Linked DNA regions of Mus musculus: region 1 is linked to region 2. Evidence: chromatin contacts called from public promoter capture Hi-C data. All regions are on one chromosome and are shown on one strand. Each heading gives the region's core, a stretch centred on a gene start, on an enhancer-like site or on the middle of the called end of the contact. The rest is flanking DNA. Distances are from core to core; before and after follow the strand shown. Region 1 overlaps Sema5b (sema domain, seven thrombospondin repeats (type 1 and type 1-like), transmembrane domain (TM) and short cytoplasmic domain, (semaphorin) 5B). Region 2 holds the start of Adcy5 (adenylate cyclase 5).

Region 1 (4,046 bases), core at 688-3,187, 460 kb after region 2:
TTTTTGCTGGGTTTGAATCTGTTTTGTTTTTTTTTTTTTTTTTTTTTTTTTTTTTTTTTTTGAGCTGTGGGCATGTTTTCAAATGCAGTTTCCATTTTCTTCAGCCTGGGAACATCTGATAGCAAAATGTTTTCACAGAGGGCGCTTGCCCATGGGGAGGGGACAGGCGGCTGCTCTAATGAGAAGATAAGCGGGATGTGTGTTTGGCAATGTCCTTAGCATTTAATTCCAGTAATTAAAGTAGGCAAGCCTCCTTTGTTTTCCTTTTCCTTGCAAAAACAATGAAATATTACAGGCTATCGGGGAGGGGGCAGGAAATAAACCCTACTCTGCATTGTCTCACCATGGCACCACCAACCATGTCCATTTGTGATACTGTCCCGTACAAGGCACAAACCAAACACTGCTCACCTGATGAAGCCATACTGCAGCCCTGCGAGGTGCCCTGACCCACGACCTACCTCTGACAACAGGCTCTCTCTATACAGTTGATCCATCTTCATCCACCCCACCCTCCTCACTCCCACCCCCCCAACCGGTGGCTTTCCCCACAGAGCTACCTCAAGATGCAGCTTGCATTGTGGTGGTACATACTTGCAATCCCAGAAGTTGGAAGGTGGGAGGAGGAGGGGGAGGAAGAAGAGGAGGAAACTGGGTCTTCCTTGGCTACATAGTAAGTTAAAGTATAACCTGGGAGACTGTCTCAAAACAAAGTTTTTCTCTCCTTTGTTTGCCCAAGTGATGTGGACCCTGCCTGCTCCTGTTTTCAGGTGTGACCCTTAGTTGACTCATTCAGACAAGCAAGTCCAGGTTCCGAGGTCAGAGGGTAGAGACACTTCAGACCATGTTGAAGAGGGTATCCTGGAGTGACCTGGGCTCTGCTCCCATGACTCTGTCATATTCGAAGTCTTGAGTGCTATGTTGTGTGCTAATGTCCAGCTGTAACGCCTGGCTGCCTAGGTTTGAATCTCCTATGACGTTTTTCAAATGACTCATCTGTGCCTCAGTTTCCTTATCCATGCAATGGAAATAAACATAATCTGCCTGGTCCAGGGAGATAAGGTGTGGGTTAAATGGCGGGTCATCAAGAGCATGACACTGCTTGTTTTGTTTTGTTTTTTGGTTTGGTCTTTTCGAGACAGGGTTTCTCTGTGTAGTCCTGGCTGTCCTGGAACTCACTTTGTAGACCAGACTGGCCTCGAACTCAGAAATCCGCCTGCCTCTGCCTCTGCCTCCCAAGTGCTGGGATTAAAGGCGTGCGCCACCACGCCCAGCGAGCATGACACTGTTATGGTGTTGATAGATTTCCTTGGTTCTGCCACTAGCTCCCTACCCAATCTTGAGCTGGGCATGCCCTCCAAGGGCTCAGTGTCTTCAGGGCCAAAGCACAGCGTGGACGCCAAGAATCTGTGAGAGCTTTGCTTGTCTTGCCCGTGTGTTAATCTCAGTTTGAAGGTGTGGATAGGATGACTTCTACATTCTAATGGGACAGACAGACAACTTGGAGGTTTCTAGGACCCTGTGAGAGAAAAGCAGACACTACCTTCTGGCTTCCCCCAAGCTGCAGAATGCAGAGGGGAAGCTTAGGCCAGCAACTGAGCTTGCTCTTGGGAGATTTAGGGTGAGGAGGGGATGCCCCCTACACGGCCACTCCCCTGTTTCAGTGTTGTGGGGCCTCCCAGCTCTCAGCAGCTGTTCTTCCCCTATCCGGAGCCAATGTTCCCTCTGGGCCCCAGTGGCTCAAAGGGTCCAATTGGGAAGAAAGGAGGAAAATCCGTATCCAATCTGTTCTATTCAGAGCAATGGATGGACTCTGCATCTCAATCTTATCTTTGTGTGAGTTTGGCTGAACTGCACCCCGCCAAGTGTTGAGCGGGCTGTGTGGGTGGAAAGATGCCTCAGATGCGTCTGCAGAGAGGCACAGCTGGGCATTTGGTAGCCTGGGCAGGCTGTGTGAATGAGTGGCAACCCCACACCTTCGCCTGCTGCCAAACCACAGTCCTGGATCCAGTCTTCCCGGTCTTGCTCCCCCGCCCCGGTTTCTTCTTATTCTCTGCCCCCTTTCTCCTCCTTCCTCAGGCAGGCAGCCAAGTGGAGGTTTTGAATGGCAGCAGAGAGGAAGGGGAGAATATGGAGTTCAGGCCCGAGCCCCTTCCCTTCCCTGCAGGGCCTGGTCAGTGGAGCTGAGGTGGGCAAATACCCCTGAGCTGATCCCTCATCCTGGCCCCTGGCTCGGGGCCCTGGCTCGGGGAGGCATCCAGGTGGCCGTCAGCACTGGCTGGGGATGCGCACCCCACCCTGTCCATCTGGAACCCCTGGCATTTGTTCTCCCACTGCCTCTCAAGACCTGGATAAACGGGCTCCTGCAGCCCAGACTCGCAGGAGGCTGATTTGTAGCAGAAATCAGCTTAATAATTTATAGCTAGAAAGTGCTCTCCTTGGGGAAAAAAAAAAAAAAAGCCAACTCAGGAAACCAAATTAGACTCCGCAGGCTGCTGAGAGCACATGGAGCCAGGGCTGCAGAGTGTGGCTGCAGGCTTGGGACTGTGCCTCCTTGGGGGACGATGACCAGGACATCCCAGTCCTAGTGTTAACAGTCATGGGACCTTGAGTGGGTTCCTCGGCTTCCAGAATCTCTTTTCTCCCAGTCAGCTGAGCAGTGGGCATCTCGCAGCTTTCTTATATACAAAGTTGCCATGAAATCTTGCAAGTCAGGAGCATGGTCCATGCCATTTTTACTCAAGCTTTTTATTTTATTATCTTTTGGGTTGGGAAATTGTTTCTTTCTCTTTGATTTTAGCCCCACCCCCACCCCCCTTTCAAAGAAAAGATGCCTCTGCTTGCTCTAGGAAGCCCTCCTCATCAGCAGACACTAGAGGATGTCTGTGTCTCCAGCCTCCATGGCTTATCTGAGGATGTCTAGAAGCATGTCTTTGCCTGTGCTGTCCCCACCGTGTCTTCTTGGCTCCTGGTGACTGGGGAGCACTACCTTGTACCCTTCCATGTAGGGTACGCAGCATCCCTTAATGCCGGTCTCCCATGGTGTCTTGTTCCTCCCAGACATCTTTAGACTCTGCTGTGTGTGCTCACAGTCTACCCATGCCCCGACCTCCTGAGTAAGTGGTAGAAGATGGTAAGAACTCAGTTTTCTCCTCATTCCCAATGAGGTCAGGAATGAATTGATACTTCTCAGATCATCTGGGTAGCTGGCAAGCTGGGAAAGGCAGAAAATACCTACTGGGAGGCCAGTCTGGGTTCTGTGGGGTCTTAGTGGACATGCCCACTCTGTTCTTTTCTCCCCGCTCCGCCATCCTGTGCTAAGGATAGAGGTCCATCTAAGTGAGCTTCCGATGGCTTTGGCCATAGCTCTCTGCCCTTCCCTTGATCTCCACTGTCTCTGTGAGAGTCCATTCCTCGACTGTTACCTATTGTCATTTGACAGTTTGTGCCAAGCACACAGGCACTGCCCATGTTCGGGGAAGCAGATGCTTGCTTGCATGGGTGTGCTTTCTTTCTCATACCCTCAGGACTCTAGTTACTCACCTCCAGGCACCATCAGAGTGACCCCAGAGAGAAGACTCACAGGAAACGGGAGCAATGGTGTGGGCAAAGGCAAGAGAGACACTGGTTGAGATCTGGGGAAACGTTTTCTTCCTGGCTCGGAGTTTCCCGAAATAGAAGGAGTCAGATGGTGCGGTACCTCTGTTCCATCACTCCTAGAGCACCCTTCTCCTAGATCCTACGCAGGTAACACTCAACCAAGAGATAGGATGGAGACCAGCTTCCATGTCCTCTTCTCTATCAAGCTGTCAGGTCGTGGTCACTATCTCTGCCCTTTGGGGACACATTTCCTGTCTCCTTAAAGATGATAGGCATTCTATTTGTGTCATTCAACAAGTCTTGCACAGAGCGTCTTTCACATAGGTATTTGGTCCCACTCAGCAGAACACCAGGTAGAAACATGGCAACCACCTAAGTGCTCTGGATCAGAACCTCCCTAAAGCTGGGACCCTTTAATGCAGTTCCTCATGTTGTGGTGACCCCCA
Region 2 (4,046 bases), core at 260-2,759:
CCAGACCCAGTTTGCTGTCTTTTCCTGGTAGCATCCAGCCCGGTACAATGCTTTGCAAGTTTCCAGCGCGATAGGGTTTGGCTGGCTAGGTTCGTGTTGCTTTTACTACTTAGCCAACCATAGATTACTCAAAGGCTGGAGGATTACTCAAGATCCCGTTTACGCAGATCCCTTGGAATTCTTTTTTTCTCTCCTCCCGGTTTGCAGCTCTGGCAAGGTTTATCTTCAGTTGCCAAGGAGATGAGCAGTGGAGGAGGATGTGGACCTCTAGGCTTCTTGTCAACTTTGGAGGACGGCAGAAGGATGAAGGGGCTGACAGCATACAAGTCACCCTCCCCAAGCAAAACTGCCAGAACTCCGGTTAGGACAGCTTAGGGGGTCAAGGGAGCTGAAGAGGCAGACAGACCCAGATCTTCTACTCAGCTGTCTACTCTTGTCTACCCTTGCCTTTATTCAGGAGTTCCCAGAAGGGTCATTTTTGCTTCCCTGACTGGCAAGGAGACTAGCTTGCCTGTGGGAGCATCTGGGTAGGTGTGGAAGCCAGCGTAGCACTGAAGAAAAGATCTTTGGATTGTGGGTTAGGAGACCTGTGTGGTGTATTCCAAGTTGGCTAAGTTCTTAGAGCCTCAGTTTCCACATTTGCAAATAGGAAATAGCTACACAGGCCCTGTCCCCCATCCGAGCCCATGGCTGTTACTAGAACCACATGGGATTTAAAACACATGAACAGGCAAAGGGCTCCTTATAAACGCCAGGTGTTCCCACAGCTGTCAGTGGTGTTTCCTCTTAGTAACTATGCTCCAAAGTGGTCCTGCTCGCCCCACCCTGGCTGCATCGGCCTCACCCACTGCTAGCAACTCCATCTTTTCCATCGCTGTCTTTCTGTGCCCCAGACATCCTCAGTCTCTGCATCTCCCTAGTTCATTTCCGGGTCTGGCTCTGGGTCCCTCCGTCCTCTCTAGGGACTCTGTCTCCAGTTCCCTGCGGCAGTAGCGGTCGGGGCGCCCCCCACCCGGCGCGCCCTCCGTTGGCACCGTCGCCGGGCCACAGAATCGCCCAATAAGAGCGCCGGACTCGAGTCTGACAGCTCTGGAAGCGGCCAATAGAGCCGGACCAGAGAAGGGGGGAGCAGCACCGTAGCTGAAGTTGGGCTGAATGGGGGTGGGGGAGAAAAGGGTAATAAAAAGAGGGGAGATAGGACTGGGGTCGCAGGACCCGATCGGGGGTGGATTGCCCGCTACCCAGGTCCGACGAGGGATCCGCCCGTTGACCCGGCTCCAGGCACCAGGGAGGGAGGGGCGCAGTGAAAATATAGGTGAGGAAGGGGAGCGGGGGTCCCTGCGGCTCCCGGGCCCGGCTTGAGTATGTTCGCGGGGTGCCGGGGCCAGGACGCGGGCGGCGGCAGGGCAGAGGGCGGAGGCGGCCGCACGCCGCTGTGAGCCGAGGCCCGAGCGGCGCGGGGGGCGGGGAGGCGGCGGGAGGAGGGGATGCGGAGGGCGCTCCGGCGGCGGCGGCGGCGAGCGGGCGAGAAGGGAGGAGCGGCGCGAGCGGCCGGAGCGGCGCAGGGCCCGAGGCGTGCATGGCGCGCCCGGAGCCGGGCTCCCTCGGGCCCCTCGGGAGCGCCCCCGGGGCGCCGCGGCTCTTCGGCCGGCCCTTATCGGCCGGCTGCTGTTGAGCCGCAGCCCTCCATCGCTGGATGCCGTGGTCCCCGGGAGAAGCCCGCCTGCGTTGGGGCAGAACGGCGGCGGCGCTGCGCCGGATTCCGCCCTCCGCGTAGTGGTTCTGCGCTCGGCTACGGTGGGCCAGCCGCCGGCAACGAGGAACCCAGGGCTTGCGGAGCTAGCGACTCAACCCTCGGGACCTGCCGGAACGGGCCGGCCTGCTGGGTCTGGGGGACAGGAGGAGACGAGAGGGGAAGGGCCGCACCGCAGGAGCCGGTCCTCGCCCCCGCCCCCTGCGCGGGCACGCCGGAGGCTCTGTTCGCCTTTCGCGGGGGCCACGCTCCCACTCGCGCCTCCGGAGGTGGGGGATGCGGGCGACGGCCCCCCCGGGCTCCAGGACCCTCCTCCCCGGGGCTCCGGAGCTCTTGCTCCGCCCGCCGCCCCCTCCCCCGTCCTCTCCACCCCCCATCCCACCTCCCCACCCCTCGTAAGAAAATAATGCTGGCAGGAGCCTGCACCTCCCAGTCGCTCCCAGTGCGCTGCGAGCAAAGGGCACCCGCTGCGTCTCCGTGCCGGGACCCCTGCCGAGCCGCCCTCGCCGCCACCTTGCTGGGAGAGTCGCTGCTCTCGGCTTAGGCAAAAGCCACGAGCGCCGCGCCCGGGAACTGCCAGCTTCGGAGAGGCGCCGCCCGCAAGGACACCTCTCCGTCCCGCCTGCTCCTCAACTCCCAGCCTGAGCTCGACGCGAGCCAGGAGTCCGGACATCTCTGCGTCCGGCGCAGCAGTCAGAGCTGTCCCCACTGCCACCGCTCGGAGCCAACTCCGTCTCGGACCTGGGACTCTGGACTCTAATTCGTAGCTACTTCTCACCTCGGGGCTGCGCTGTCTCCCCGCTAGCCTTCCCGTTGTCCTCCACCGCTCAGGACGGGGGTGCCACGATGTCCCGCTGCTGCGCAGGGCCCCGGGCCTCCCTCGACGTGTGACCCTAGCCTGGTCCCCCTGCTTGGCTGTCCGCCCTCTCCTTGGAGACCCCCGGCCCGGCCCCCGGGGGAAGAGGAAGAAGACGACGAGGCCGAGGGGGGGATGTCCGGCTCCAAAAGCGTGAGCCCCCCGGGCTACGCTGCACAGACAGCGGCGTCGCCAGCGCCCCGGGGAGGCCCGGAGCATCGCGCCGCTTGGGGAGAAGCCGATTCCCGCGCCAATGGCTACCCCCACGCCCCCGGGGGATCAACCCGCGGCTCCACCAAGAGATCTGGGGGAGCGGTGACCCCACAACAGCAGCAGCGCCTGGCCAGCCGTTGGCGCGGTGGCGATGACGACGAAGACCCTCCACTAAGCGGTGATGACCCTCTGGCTGGGGGCTTCGGCTTCAGCTTCCGCTCTAAGTCCGCCTGGCAGGAGCGCGGTGGCGACGACGGCGGTCGCGGCAGCAGGCGGCAGCGGCGGGGCGCGGCTGGAGGGGGCAGCACCCGGGCGCCCCCTGCGGGCGGCAGCGGCAGTTCGGCGGCGGCCGCAGCGGCCGCAGGTGGCACAGAGGTGCGCCCCCGCTCGGTGGAGCTGGGCCTGGAGGAGCGTCGAGGAAAAGGCCGAGCGGCCGAGGAGCTGGAGCCCGGGACTGGCATCGTCGAGGATGGAGACGGGTCGGAGGATGGAGGCAGTTCTGTGGCGTCAGGCTCTGGGACCGGCGCGGTGCTGTCGTTGGGCGCCTGCTGCCTGGCCTTGCTGCAGATATTCCGCTCTAAGAAGTTCCCGTCGGACAAACTGGAGCGTCTGTACCAGCGCTACTTCTTCCGCCTGAACCAGAGCAGTCTCACCATGCTCATGGCCGTGCTGGTGCTTGTGTGCCTGGTCATGCTGGCTTTCCACGCGGCGCGCCCCCCGCTCCAGATAGCCTACCTGGCCGTGTTGGCAGCTGCTGTGGGCGTGATCCTTATCATGGCCGTGCTCTGCAACCGTGCAGCGTTCCACCAGGACCACATGGGCCTGGCCTGCTATGCGCTCATTGCAGTGGTGCTGGCCGTCCAGGTAGTGGGCCTGTTGCTGCCACAGCCACGCAGCGCCTCCGAGGGCATCTGGTGGACCGTGTTCTTCATCTATACCATCTACACCCTGCTGCCTGTGCGCATGAGGGCTGCGGTGCTCAGCGGGGTGCTTCTGTCGGCTCTCCACTTGGCCATCTCTCTGCACACCAACTCCCAGGACCAGTTTCTGCTGAAACAGGTAGGGCCCCACTAGGCCACACTTGATTGAGGGGTAGGCAGACCTCGACCTGATTTTTAGAGAAAAGGGATGAAGTCTACACCAGTTAAAAGTGGTCAAAAGTAACCAGAGAGACAAGGCTTCATGCCACGCCACATCACGCCATGCCTAGCTTCTTTACCTACT

What was found. Promoter capture Hi-C pulls out the DNA fragments that hold promoters and counts their contacts.
Region 1: a contact with region 2 is called in a promoter capture Hi-C map of hippocampal neurons, with 2.3 times the contacts expected there. The contact joins the enhancer-like site here to the promoter of Adcy5 in region 2. A contact is called at or near these places in 5 of 39 promoter capture datasets (the C10 cell line, HPC-7-derived erythroid cells, embryonic stem cells and 2 more), 1 of 484 Hi-C or Micro-C datasets (uterus) and 4 of 115 datasets of contacts at active chromatin or transcription factors (embryonic stem cells and neural tube).

What each region holds. Positions count from the first base shown.
Region 1 is chr16:35,612,319-35,616,364 of GRCm38.p6, forward strand. The region is part of intron 1 of Sema5b (sema domain, seven thrombospondin repeats (type 1 and type 1-like), transmembrane domain (TM) and short cytoplasmic domain, (semaphorin) 5B); the gene reads left to right. Among named protein-coding and RNA genes, the nearest start is that of Sema5b, 73 kb to the left of the region's middle. Within about 2 kb of position 1,938, at least 60 of the 459 cell types and tissues checked have an H3K27ac peak or open chromatin away from gene starts, as enhancers often do. A contact at or near this core is called in hippocampal neurons, where this site is marked.
Region 2 is chr16:35,153,355-35,157,400 of GRCm38.p6, forward strand. Adcy5 (adenylate cyclase 5) reads left to right here and starts at 1,510. Exons shown (of 21, transcript NM_001012765.5): 1 at 1,510-3,881. The coding sequence starts at 2,745.